3 separate regions of the Pan troglodytes genome follow, and all the other regions are linked to region 3. The links are chromatin contacts, called in public Hi-C and HiChIP or PLAC-seq maps. All regions are on one chromosome and are shown on one strand. The core of a region is the stretch at or near the end of the contact, and the rest is flanking DNA. Distances in the headings are between cores, read along the strand shown. Region 1 holds the start of HEG1 (heart development protein with EGF like domains 1). Region 2 overlaps HEG1 (heart development protein with EGF like domains 1). Region 3 holds the start of ZNF148 (zinc finger protein 148).

The links. A called contact is a pair of places that touch in the nucleus more often than the background predicts. HiChIP or PLAC-seq counts read pairs in DNA pulled down with a chosen protein or histone mark.
Region 1: an H3K4me3 HiChIP or PLAC-seq map of stem cell-derived excitatory neurons shows a contact between it and region 3, with 9 times the contacts expected there. The contact joins the promoter of HEG1 here to the promoter of ZNF148 in region 3. A contact is called at or near these places in 1 of 7 Hi-C or Micro-C datasets (stem cell-derived neural progenitor cells) and 1 of 1 datasets of contacts at active chromatin or transcription factors (stem cell-derived excitatory neurons).
Region 2: a contact with region 3 is called in a Hi-C map of stem cell-derived neural progenitor cells, with 6 times the contacts expected there. The contact joins the enhancer-like site here to the promoter of ZNF148 in region 3. A contact is called at or near these places in 1 of 7 Hi-C or Micro-C datasets (stem cell-derived neural progenitor cells) and 1 of 1 datasets of contacts at active chromatin or transcription factors (stem cell-derived excitatory neurons).

What each region holds. Positions count from the first base shown.
Region 1 is chr2:128,331,460-128,335,651 of NHGRI_mPanTro3-v2.0_pri, forward strand. HEG1 (heart development protein with EGF like domains 1) reads right to left here and starts at 1,867. Exons shown (of 17, transcript XM_016941815.4): 1 at 1,441-1,867. The coding sequence starts at 1,756.
Region 2 is chr2:128,278,871-128,282,746 of NHGRI_mPanTro3-v2.0_pri, forward strand. HEG1 (heart development protein with EGF like domains 1) reads right to left here. Exons shown (of 17, transcript XM_016941815.4): 10 at 991-1,067; 11 at 586-746. Among named protein-coding and RNA genes, the nearest start is that of HEG1, 53 kb to the right of the region's middle. Within about 2 kb of position 1,656, at least 6 of the 24 cell types and tissues checked have an H3K27ac peak or open chromatin away from gene starts, as enhancers often do. A contact at or near this core is called in stem cell-derived neural progenitor cells, where this site is marked.
Region 3 is chr2:128,651,237-128,655,174 of NHGRI_mPanTro3-v2.0_pri, forward strand. It overlaps ZNF148 (zinc finger protein 148), which reads right to left and starts at 1,983. Exons shown (of 9, transcript XM_063807060.1): 1 at 1,707-1,983.

The sequences.
Region 1 (4,192 bases), core at 617-3,116, 320 kb before region 3:
TTTTCTAGTTGGAGAAAGTCGGGAAATATGTTGTTTTATGTTCTTGATTCCTTCCCGTGGAAGTTAGCAAAACAGAGTATGCTGTAAGTAATCTAAAGTCACAGTCACTCCGGGATGTGTCTCCTACACGTCTTCAGAAGCTTATCTCTCCTCTCCCTTTTCTTACTGTTCCTCGGTTTCTCAATCTTATGCCAGTGATTTAAAAATTCACAAAATAAGGCATTTTGCAATAATGGGAATACTGTTGAATATGAAATTGAGTTTTTACAGGAGAACTTGATTTTTAAAAATCCAAACTTTTTCTTATTTAACTCTAAGAAGCACCTCTAGGTTGGAGGAAGCAAGCAAATTCACGTGCCCGAAAGTCTGCATGAGATGAGAAACTTAAATGAATTGTCAATTATGCAGACAAAAAACTCAACTTTCAGGGAAACTCCAAATCAATGTCCAGTGTTGCAAGCAACCCAGCTTATTTGAATAGCCCGGACAGAGCATATGCCCTGTGTCACTCACAGGAAGGCAAAGGCTAACACCACCACGTTGCTGACTTTGTTCAAAGCACTTTCCATTTATTTTTACTTTCATTTTGTCACATCATCACTAGGAGGCTAGAAGGAACAGGGATCATCACTTCCATTTCACAGATGGAGAAAGTGAGCGCAAAGAGACAGCAGTCCCAAGGTCATAATGGTATTATGGTTAGAATTCCACTCAGTATGTGGCATATTTTTCCAGATCATAAGAAAGAACTGGACACAAAGGTAGCAGGGAGAAGAGGTCAGTTCCTTCTCTCTGCGTGGGACAGGCGGTGGCTACCACGGAGCAACAGTTCATTGGGAAAGGAAAGGGGAGGGAGGAGACTCAGGGATGGTCCTGTATCAGCCTGTGCCTTGCAGGGGTCCAACCATGCAACCCCAACCGCGTTCCTTTGCTTTTAAGTCGAACCAGTAGAGCGTTTTGTTTCAAACTACGTACATCCTTTGTCCTTTACAATATCCCGTCCTAGAACCCCTTAAAAATCAGTTATTTAGATGAGAAAGTCGAGCCCTGTACCTGGAGAGGCCAGTTCTGTATAGCGGAAAAAATGAAACTGGGGACCGGCTGGCCAGATATCGGAGGTGGGAGAGATGCTTTGGAGTCTTTTTCCCTTTCCTTTCCATTTTTTTAAAAGTGGGGTGGAAGAGATACAGGGTACCCCATAGGAAATAAGTTTTCTTCCAAAGGGTTGGAGGAGAACGGGATGGTCACACCCCTCAGTCCAGCCAACTGCGAAAGCGTCCCTCCCTACCCGCCGACCCTCAGGGTCCCGCACACGCCGGGCGAGGAGCCCCCCCCCGGGTCGCGCCGCGCGGAGGGGCCTACGGCTGGGGATGCAGCCCGGGGCGCGCCCACGCCCCCAGCACAGACTGGCCAGGCGCCAGGTTCCCGGCTCTCACTCACCCGCGCTCCCGCCTCTGGGGGCCCGGCCGGAGGGTCCCCGCTGTGTCGCGGCGCCTGGCTCAGGGGCCCTGTAGCTGGGGCCGGGGGTCGCGGGCCCGCGGCGCTCCCGGGGCGGCGTGGGCGGCGGCTCGCGCTCCGGGCGGCGCTCCAGCTGCAGCTCCAGCCCCGCTCCCGCGAGGGGCGCCAGGCTCGGCGCGCGGCGAGCCGGGGAAGGCGGCGGGTCCCGCGTCCCGGGGGCCGCCGGCGGCAGCAGCAGCAGCGGCAGCAACAGCAGCAGGAGCGGCGGCGGCCACCGCGAGGCGCGCGGCGAGGCCATGGTGACGGCGCCCGCCCGCGCTCACATGCCCGGCGCGCGGGGCGAGGGCAGCGGGCAGCGGGCAGCGGGCGGCGGGGGCCGCGCGGGGCCGGGGAAGTGAGCGGAGTGAGGCTGCGAGCGCGCTCCCCGCCTCAAAAGTTGTCGGGAGCCGCGGGAGGGCTGCCGGGGGCCGGGCTGGCTGGGCGGAGGCGGCCCGCGGCGCCGCTACATGCTAATTAGCCCGGGCGGGTCGCTGGCTGGCGGGCGGCTCCTCCTCAGTTGACATCACCGGCCCCGCGCGGCGGGCCCGGGGGCGGGGAGAGGGCAGGAAGGGGGCTGGGGCCCGGCGCCTGGAGAGCGGCCCGGCCCGGGACAGCGGGATGAGGTCAGCGGAGCCACGGTGCTGCAACTTTTGTCACACACATGCTCCAGAGTCTTCTGAATCGGGCACCACTTTCCCAACTCCTTAAACGCACAAGAAGTAGGCGAAAAGCAGGTCCTGGGTAATGTGATTAGCACCAGACTAGATTATCCCAAGTGCTTTGATAGGAGAGAGAAAGGGAACGGTCCCCTGGTACCCAGCCCGCGCTGTCACCGCCCTTACTGATTTGAAGTGTCCCCACTCCCACCCCCACCTCCCCTTCTCCAGGCCCCAGGGCTGGTGATGAGCTCGTGTTTGCCAAACCTAACACCTCACCCTCCGGCCAACGCGAGAATCCGAGTATCCCCCACACCCTCTCAAGCTTGGATGCCGTTCCCATCCGACCACTGCCTTTGGCTCACACCAGAGTTCTGCAGAGATGTCACCGCGAGGACACCCAAACAGGCTGCAGGGAAAAGAAAACTGTGAATTCAGGCAGGCTAGGGCAAACTCATCATCAGGAAAAGAACTGCAGATCGCAAATTAAACCAAATGATGCCCAGAGAACACAGAATTTTAAATGGAAACCTATGGGGAAAGATTCAAAGATTTCATGTAAACAAATTTTCTTGGTCAATAAAGTTCCATTTGTTTCCATAACCTCTCCCTCCCCAGTAAATGAATAATAAAATGTCTAAAGTTTAGGACTGTAAGCCACCTCATTAAGTGAAGAAAGAGGGGCTCAAATGGGAAAATAACTTGCTCAAGATTCTGAAGGTAGACCCGAAGACGAAATGATTGATCTGTGAATGACCATGTGATATTAATTCTGGTCTCCTAATTCAGAGTTTGCAATAATTCGCAAACGGAAACAAATAGTATTGCAACAGAAACAAATGTTGCAGCTCCTTGGGGTTCTTGCCAGTTCTGTTGGGGGCCCCTGTCTGACAATCAAATGCTCGTGAAAATATGAGTGTGCACCTCACTTTCAGGCCTGGCTCTCCATCCTATTTCTCTGCTCTTCTCTGTTTCTCTGTCTCCAGATCTCCATGACCCACCTCCAGGAGAATGAGATCGTAGTGTCCAGGGCAGCTGCAGATGGGCCTAGGCCCACTTTCTGGTGACTCAGTACAAGTGAGTCATTTGGCAAAAAAACATAAAGGAGGCTGTGTATAAACAAACTCACCTTAAATGAGAGAATGAGGAGTAAAGATTTGGTTTTATTTTGTTTTGTTTTTAAACAAACCAGCTTTCCAGGGCTCTAACACAGAACTTCCAGGTCTCTCCAAGAAAGTACCAAACAGTAATCCCCCTGAAACTGACTTGGTTTGCTCCCATGGCCTGAGCTTAACTTCTCTGGATGCTGCTCTCACATTAACAGGCAGGACTGCACAGCTGCCCAGACCCAGCCAGACAAGCCCCAACAGACTAGGACTGTGCTCAGAGGTTCTGGTCACTGCCACTCCCTCCCCTCCAAGGAGACCATGTCACATAGTACTGGTTGCACTCCCAGGCAAGCAGAAAGGTTTAAGGGTAGAATGGCCCTTACAGGCTTCTCGTGTGGATTCAGGGATCCTATGAGATAATCTGCCTTCTCTACTAAGACCCAAGGAGTAAACATGTACCTGCCACCTCCCCCCAATCCTCCCCCACCCCCCAATCCCACCCCACTTTAAGTACCACAGGTTTATCTCTCTCTAATCTTCTCTCTGCCTTCTAAGAGAAATGACCGAGTTCAGGGTAACTGTCAGCTAGAAAGGGCTTAACCAGCAGATTAGGAGAGGGACACACAGGGAGAACTTGGAAAGATTGATCAAGGTGTAGATGGATCTCAGCTCTTTTTCTTCTCCTCCTAAGGCAGAACAAGAGAAAACAGCAAGACAGCAAGAGAGAACTGGATGCAGTATAGAACCTTGGAAAGAACAGTTGACTTGGTCCTAGAGCCCTTGCTTCTTTTCTGGCCTTTACCACTGTTTAATTGTGTGATCTGGGCCATAGTTTCCAATCTCTAAAGCAAAGATGGTCCTGGATGATTGCTAAGGAGTGTTCTAGCTCTGATGTTTTAGAGTTCAGTAAAGAACTTCTGGCACAGTAGC
Region 2 (3,876 bases), core at 406-2,905, 370 kb before region 3:
TGAAGGTTTTGGTGGTGGTTGTTTATTCTGTTTTTTTGAGGCAGGGTCTCACTCTGTGGCCCAGGCTGGGGTGCAGTGGTGCAATCATAGCTCATTGCAGCCTCGAACTCCTGGGCTTAAGGGTACCTCAGCATCCCATAGTACTGGGATTACAGGTGTGAGCCACTGCCTCTGGCCAGATGAAGGTTTTTTTGGGTCATTGACAAGCATGTACATTCTGTTTCCCCAAAGACAGCAGGAACTTTTCAATGGAAAAAGAGTGATTTCTGCTTTCTCACATCAGCTCCTATGCCCCTCCCCCTCCCACATCAACACTGGATAAAATAAACAGAAGGAGCTGCATGCCAAGGACCAGGTGTCTTCAAGGCTTGTGTACAGGACTCTGGGTGTGTGTGTGCATGTTTGTACATGCATGCACACATAACAGAAGATGCATGTGCACAAAGGTCTTTGACTTAACACCCATGCCAAAAATAGGCTCTGTGAGGGCCTTTCCTGGGCCTGAGCCCTGGATGCCTTGCAGTTCCATCTTAGGTCTGTGCCTAACTATATGGGTAGGGTCCTCCCAGAGGGCTGCCCTCTTACCTCTAAAGATCCGCCTCTGAGATCCCAAGAGCTGGCAGACCTCGGCAGAGGACTTGCAGGAGTTGACACATTTCTGCATCCTATCAGCCAGGTCAAATAGCGTCACATTGGAGGCCAGGGAAAAGGTTGTTTGCAGTGAGATCACCACCGCGTTGGACTCCCTATAGGCAAAGTTTGTGGGTTTTTAACAGCCCTGAAATGACACGTGGGTCCCAAGGCTTTTGGAAATGAATGTCATCGCCATTCACCAGTGACGGAATGGGAGAGCATGAAGGTCAGTGACCTTGGCCCTGGATTGCCCCATAGCTGGGTGAAAACAGCCCGGTTTTGTTGCTATCACCCATGTTAGAACAGCCTCCCCTTTCTACAGACTAGTTCACAAGCAAATATAATTCTGTTACTTACCTAGAAGCGTGAACTGTAGATTGGATGTAACTAGGTAATGCTGAAAAACACATATTTAACTGAAAGGAAGAACAAGCCTGTCGTTAACAGTGAGTTAGACAAAAGCCTTGGACCTAGAACCAGTTTCCTATTTTCAGGATAAAACAGGCATTTTCCAGCCATCAAGTTATCAGCACGCGGCTTTGCACAGAAGTGGTGTCCTTTTTTTGTTCCGCTCTTAAATGCCTTTCTGTTGTTCCACGAGTACAAAGAGAAAGAGGCAGAGAGTAAATCAGTGGGGAAAATCTTGGCAGGAAATGATGTTCAGAATAGCACCCTTGGATGCAAAACATCTTCAAAGAAGCAGCTCTCTTTTAAGGCCCAGGGTTTCAAACAACTCAGAGGCAACTGTTTATTTGGACTTTGCATAGTGAACGAGCTGCACTGGAAAGGCTCCTTTCAGCTACCCTAGGTCTGACAGGCCCTACATAGACGCCTCATAATCTACAATGAGTTGACCTAACTCAAAGACAGGTCTTCTTCAAAAAGGCTCTCCGTGAGAAATTACATTACGTGGGTCAAGAGCCCCTTTGTTGAGAGCAAATTAAGAGCTACTCTCCCTATGTTTGCCTTGTGCCCTTGGAGACGGCAGAAAATCCCTCTGCAGCATGAAATATCAGGCCTGCTTCCCTGCTACCCTGTACAATAGGAGCTATCGAGACTCCTTTCCCGGAGTGGAGGGTCTCAGTACTGGGCCCAGTGCAGACCCACCTGTCTTCAAGGCCCGTGTATCAGATACATGCCACTCTGCAGAAGATGGAGGCAAACATGGGACATTATCAAACCCTTTTTATGACATCAGTGTATAGCCTAATAGCAATGATTTATTATTGTTGTTTTATTATTAACCTGTTTTTCCAGGTTTGGTAAACAGAACACCTCGGGAAAGAACATTTGAGTGGCTTCTTCAGCCAATGATGGATTAATCTTCACTCTTTCTTGGGGACAGGTATGTTACATCACCAGTAAATTATACATTGATACTGGGCAAAAAATAGCAAGTCAAATAAGTCACTGAGCGCCACGTAATGCAAAGGACTGCACTTCTGCACAGGGTTCTAAATCCCTGTATTATCTTAGCAGGAGATATCCACCTGAAGCACGACCAACAGGCGGCTGTGGCGAAGGGACAAGGTATAGGATTAGTAGACATAAAATTCTGCTGTGTAGTAAAGAATTTAACCTTGGCCCCAGGGAAGTCAGGCCTTTGCTCTTGGATCCTGGGAGGCCATCTCTAAGCCCTTGGAATGTGCTGTCTAATAAAAACTTCTTTGTTTACCTGGGGGTGCTGGGCCATGCCAGAGTCCAACAATGTGATTTATGGTGGGGTTGGGTAACATGGTATCAGCTCAACCTCTAGAGGGGCTGGAGATTGAGGTCAGCCACATGACAAAGCCCCAGTCAAGGCTCTGGAGAGCTTCCGTGGTTGGCAGTACTCCCTGCATACTGGACACACTGTTGCCAGGAGGAGTTAACACTGTGCATGACTCCTCAGCAGGAGGACAGCTGGAAGCTCTGCATTTGGAACTCTCCCGGACTCTCTGCCCCGTGCATCTCTTTCCTTGGCTGATTTTAAGCTGTTGACTTTCACTGTAATAAACCGTAGCTGTTAATATAATCGCTTTTAGTAAGCTCTGTGACTCTTCTAGTGAATTATTGAAACTGAGGGCGATCTTGGGGATGCCTGAACTTGAAATTGGTATCAGTAGTGATGGTGGTTTAGTGGACTGTTCCCCAACTTTGCACCTGCTCTGCGTGGACTCAGGCAATGTCATTCACTTCCAGACCTCCCGGGGTTCTATCTGCAGACGTGCTGGCAATGGCTGTTACAGGAGTGCGCCATCTGACATCGTCCCTATCATGAAGTGAATGCTCAGGAGATAGAGAAATAGAACTAGATCCGTATTTTACACAGATAAAGTCCAAAGTCCTATAGAAATGTATAATTCCTAGCTAATATACTAACTCTTATCCACAAAGAACAAGTAACATTGAGATTGGAAATCAATTCATCTCTAAAGTTTTTTAATGGCAAATTTCAATTTTCTGAACCTAGAGTTTAAGAACTCACTGTATAGATGAGTCAAATCTCTGACTCAGATAGCAGTTGAGAAGCAAAGTTTATTATATGAGCTTCATTTTCCTGTCTTCTTTCTTCCTCTCCATTTTCCTTTTTAGTTGTTTCTGTTTTGGGGGGTTTCTTTTGTTTTTGAGACAGGGTCTCACTCTGTCACCCAGGCTGGAGTGCAGTTGTTCGATCACGGCTCACCACAGCCTCAACCTCTGGGGCTCATGTAATCTTCCCACCTCAGCCTCCTGAGTAGCTGGGACCACATGTGCACGCCACCAACCCTAGCTAATTTTTGTCTTTTTTGTAGAGACAGGGTCTTGCCATGCTGCCCAGGATGGCATTTTTCTTTAAAAAAAAATTCTGATAAAAAGCGGGCAAAGAGGGAAAGAAGCAGAATCAAAGACCCCTCGGTCATCTATACAGTGAGTTCTCAAACCCTAGGACATCAGGATTAACTGCTGCACCTTTGGCATTCCTTTGAGGAAAAAGAGTATCATTTCCCTAAGTTCCAAAATACAAGAGGAAAGTCACACAGCCTGTTAACAGCAGATGGGACCGTAAGATTTTTCTGGGTCTTTCCTCCTCACCAACAGCTCCTGCTGATGCCTGTCATCGGCATGTCTGTAACTATGAGTTTGCACATGGAAAAGAAACACAAAGGTGCAGATAAAGACTGTGCATGAGGACACATTTGAAGAAACTCTTCTACTGGGCACAAATACCTCACTTCCATTTCTGAAAGGCTTTTTCTTTAACCAAGAAGTTTCCCTTCCAAA
Region 3 (3,938 bases), core at 733-3,232:
TAGTTTTTTCTTAATAAAAGGTGAATAATATCCGGGTAGTTTTTAAGAGTATGGTTCTAGCCCAGAGTTCCCTCTTGGAAATCTGGTCTGGTGTGAGCTCAGCAAATCCAGAGAGAGCTTGGTTCATTTCCTGACATAGAGATGCTAATCCTCCCTCCAACCTGGCTCTAGAGTCGTCCAGTCTCCTAGGTTCCCCTAGACCTTCTGATAACTAGTCCTGACCTCCTTGCAACCTAAAACCAAAACAGATATTCTAGATCCTCCATTCTGCAGGCCCACACTTTGCTGGCTGATACGTTTTCTTCAATACCATCATGCCTGAATGAGAGTATTCTCTCACTGGAGAACTCCCTCACAGTTCACATCAGGAACTGTGAATGGCAGAAGATCTCCCACCAGCCACAGATTTATGGAACCAATCCAGCCAACTAATTTGAGCTACAAATGAAGTATCTAAAGAAGAGCCAGCAAGCATGTCTTCCCCCCCACCATTAATTATAATCTTGTGTACTGCAATCCAGGCTGAATAATACGGCACCAATTCTCCTGGATCAGATAAACTGGGCAGTGAAGAAAACCACCAAGTCAATTAATTTCCATTCCAGCGTTTGCCAGGATAGTATTTACCCAACCTCGGGTAAGTGTTAATACTTCAAATTTTCTAGAATCGAAGCTCCATAGCCTAAGGAATCCCCACAGGCCAGGCCCTTTCTCAAGGTCTGCTTCAGAGGTTCTCATACTCATTGGTGCACGTCTAAAATGTCACAGACCAAACTACAGACTAAAATCTAATTCTCAGTGACCCCAACCACGGCCCAGACCCACACTTACCAGATGTCATCTACTGAACAGCCCACACAGGTTCGGAACTAGGCCATCCCGGCCCATCTGGAATAACTCTTCAGTACTCAGGCCAATATTTATTAATTATACTACATCTGTCTATTCTATTATGCATTCCCTGCATCTTCTCTACTATTTAGCACTCCCTCTTGCTTCAAACGCGATCCTTTCTATTCACGGGAACTCCTATCTCCCTTCTTTCCTTCCCTGAGAAACGCTTCAGTTCTTTCCATAATGAAATACCTAACGTATCTGCACAATGAACACCCCCCAGAATCCTCAAGACTCCTCCACAGCCACCTCCCCGCATTCCTCCACCTCTCCGGCATCTTTCCTCCGGCCCCTCTCCCTGTTCGCACTCCCACTACGTTTCCTGCAAGCATTCCCTTTTCTCCAACCCCTGCCCTTCCCTTCTCCCAAAGAGCACACTCCGGCAGCAACAGTGACTGAGGCCTGCGGTGCATAAAGCACTGCACCAGGCACGGTGGACAGAGCCCTGGTGTCTCCCTAGCCTTTTCACACCCACACCCAGCACCCTCCGGCCTCCCCGTGCAAACATCCCACCTCCTCCCCTACCTCTGACACCCGCCTCCAGCCTCGGAGGCCGCCTTCTCGCCTCCGCCACCCCCGTCATTATCCCTCCTCAACCCCCCAACCCACCCTCCGCGCCCTGCTTCCTCACGTCCCCCAGCCAGCCCCAGCGTTTCCCTCGGCCTCGGCTGGCCCCCTGGCCACCCCCAGCCTCGCCACGGCTCGCTCCCCCCGGGGTCAGGCCGTTACCGCCGCGCGCTCCCCCCGCGCGCCGCCCCCTCCCCCTCCCCCGCCCTCCCCCGGGCCCGGGCCTGCCAGGCCGAGCGCTTTACCGCGGGCGGGCGCCGAGTCGCGCGGTCACCGACTGCAGGCGGCGGCAGCTCCAACCTTTCTAGGGGCCTTGAGAGGAGGGGAAGGGGGGAGGGGGGAGAACTTTTGCTGTGGCAGCTTCGGCAACAGCTCCCACCCCTGCGCCTTTCTCCTCTTCCTCCCCCTCCTCCTCCTCCTCCTCTTCCTCCTTCTCTTCCTCCTCCCAGAGCAGTAGAGACGCAGACATGCCGCAGCTAGAGCGCCGCCGCGGTCGCCGCCACTGCCGGCCCGGTGCATTGTGGGAAGCCCCGCACACGGGAAGCGCTCCGCGGCGCCCGCCCTCGTCTGGCGCAGAGACCTGGCTGGAAAGACACAGCGTGGCTTCGATTCCGGCGCCTGCGTGTCACCAGCCCAGGGTGGCCGTGGAAGCTGGACCCGAGCCGCAGGCCCCCTAGGCTGGGCCTGGGAGGAAAGCCGTTTGAAAAAGATCGGAACTGAGGAACTCTCTTAGAGCGGGGGACTCCCTGCTCCTACAGCCTTAACCAATGCCCAGCGCTTGGAAAGTCGAGGACTCGGGGATTCGGGAGCGTTTCAGGCCTGGGGAAATGGAAGGGTCGGGGACCTAGGTGAAAGGTTATTTGCCAGAAATGTCTTGGCTTTTTCATTTATTCTGTCTTACCTAGCCCTTCGCCGCCACCTCCAGTCGTTGGCCTCTTACCACCTTCAAATGCCACCTTTTCCGGAAGATGTAGCCCTGCGCCCTTGAAACTGGCAAACCCTATTAGTGTCTGCAAGCTGAGATGCAGGGTGTGGGCATAGACACAGATCAAGAGATCCGGCCCTGGACCCTCTTGGGCAGAACCTTGCCCTTCTCATTTCACCTGAAGCCCAAACTTTGTCTGTATGGCAAAGACTTGGTAATGATCTCTATAGAGCTAGGATTACACAGTTGTCTCATCCTTTGGGGGCCCTTTAGCCAAACTGTGACCTCCTTAATGGTGCCTTCGTCAGCTAACATTAGGCGCCCTGAGGTGCTTCTGCATACTGCCATCGTTTACAATTACTCATCTTTGTGTACACACCCTAGCACAAGGTCAGCCATATAACATAAAAGATGCTCAGTGAATGTTGAGTAATTGTGAGCATCTGGAACTTGCCGTGGGATAAAACGCGTTCATTGGGATTTCTTCATAATATGAAAATTCCATTTAGCGCCTCTCTGCAATACTTAAACGTAACCTTTGAGGGGAGAGGGAAAAGAAAAGGCATGAAAATATCTATAGAGCCATTTCTGGTGTTCTCCTTCCCTTTTCCACACCCGCCTTCCCACCCCTTGCCAACTAAATGTTCATTTGAATAGTGCTTTTTGGCAAAATTCCAAACTCCTGCATTATGCACTTGTGATGACACTGAATTAGATTAGTGTCTGCAAGGTTAATGTTCCCTCAGGCATTAACCTTAGTAAATCATGATGCCTGTTTAGAAATAGCTAAGGCCCAGAGGTTCAGCTTAATTTAGACACAGGTAACTAAGAGCAAGAGTAAACCACAGCTCCACAATCAACTCTCTCTGTGTGCTTTCTCCATTAAAAAATATAAATTTTAATAAGATGACTGCACATATTCTGAATGTTAATTGCAACAAAACAATGACACAAGTTAGAGCCAAGGGACAGTTATCTGGAGGACAGCCTTCTGGCAACTTCTAGCACCTGCAGTGGCATCAAATTCAGACGTCATAATGAAAAACACCTCTGGCAGCAAGAAAGCCGACTCTCAGTATTAGGCAGTGGGAAAACTAATAACTGAAAAGGGCTCAAGGCCTGGAGGTTACATCCAATGGGCTAGGATTGATTGGTTTGCTATTAGGAATAGATCTAGTTCTCTGCTCAGCAGCCTAACAAGCGATAGAGAAACAGCTGTCTAAAATGGGCAGAACGAAGAGCACTACAGGGATAGTAACAGCAAAAGCGATGGTGAGGAGCAAGCTTAGGTCCTTTATAAGTTAAACTGGAAAAACTTCTCAGCTTCAGGTTGGCTCTCCATGCTCCTCTTGCTCACTTCCCTAAACACCACCCGTAGGTACTCAGCCTACTTACTTTTCCTTTTTTTTTTTAACTTTTTATTTTGAAATAATTATAGACTCACAAGAAGTTGCAAAAATAGTCCAGAGTCCCATGCTTTCCCCAATGGTGACATCTTACAAAGCTCTAGTAAGACATCAAAATCAGTGTCAACCTAAATAACAGAGAGGCT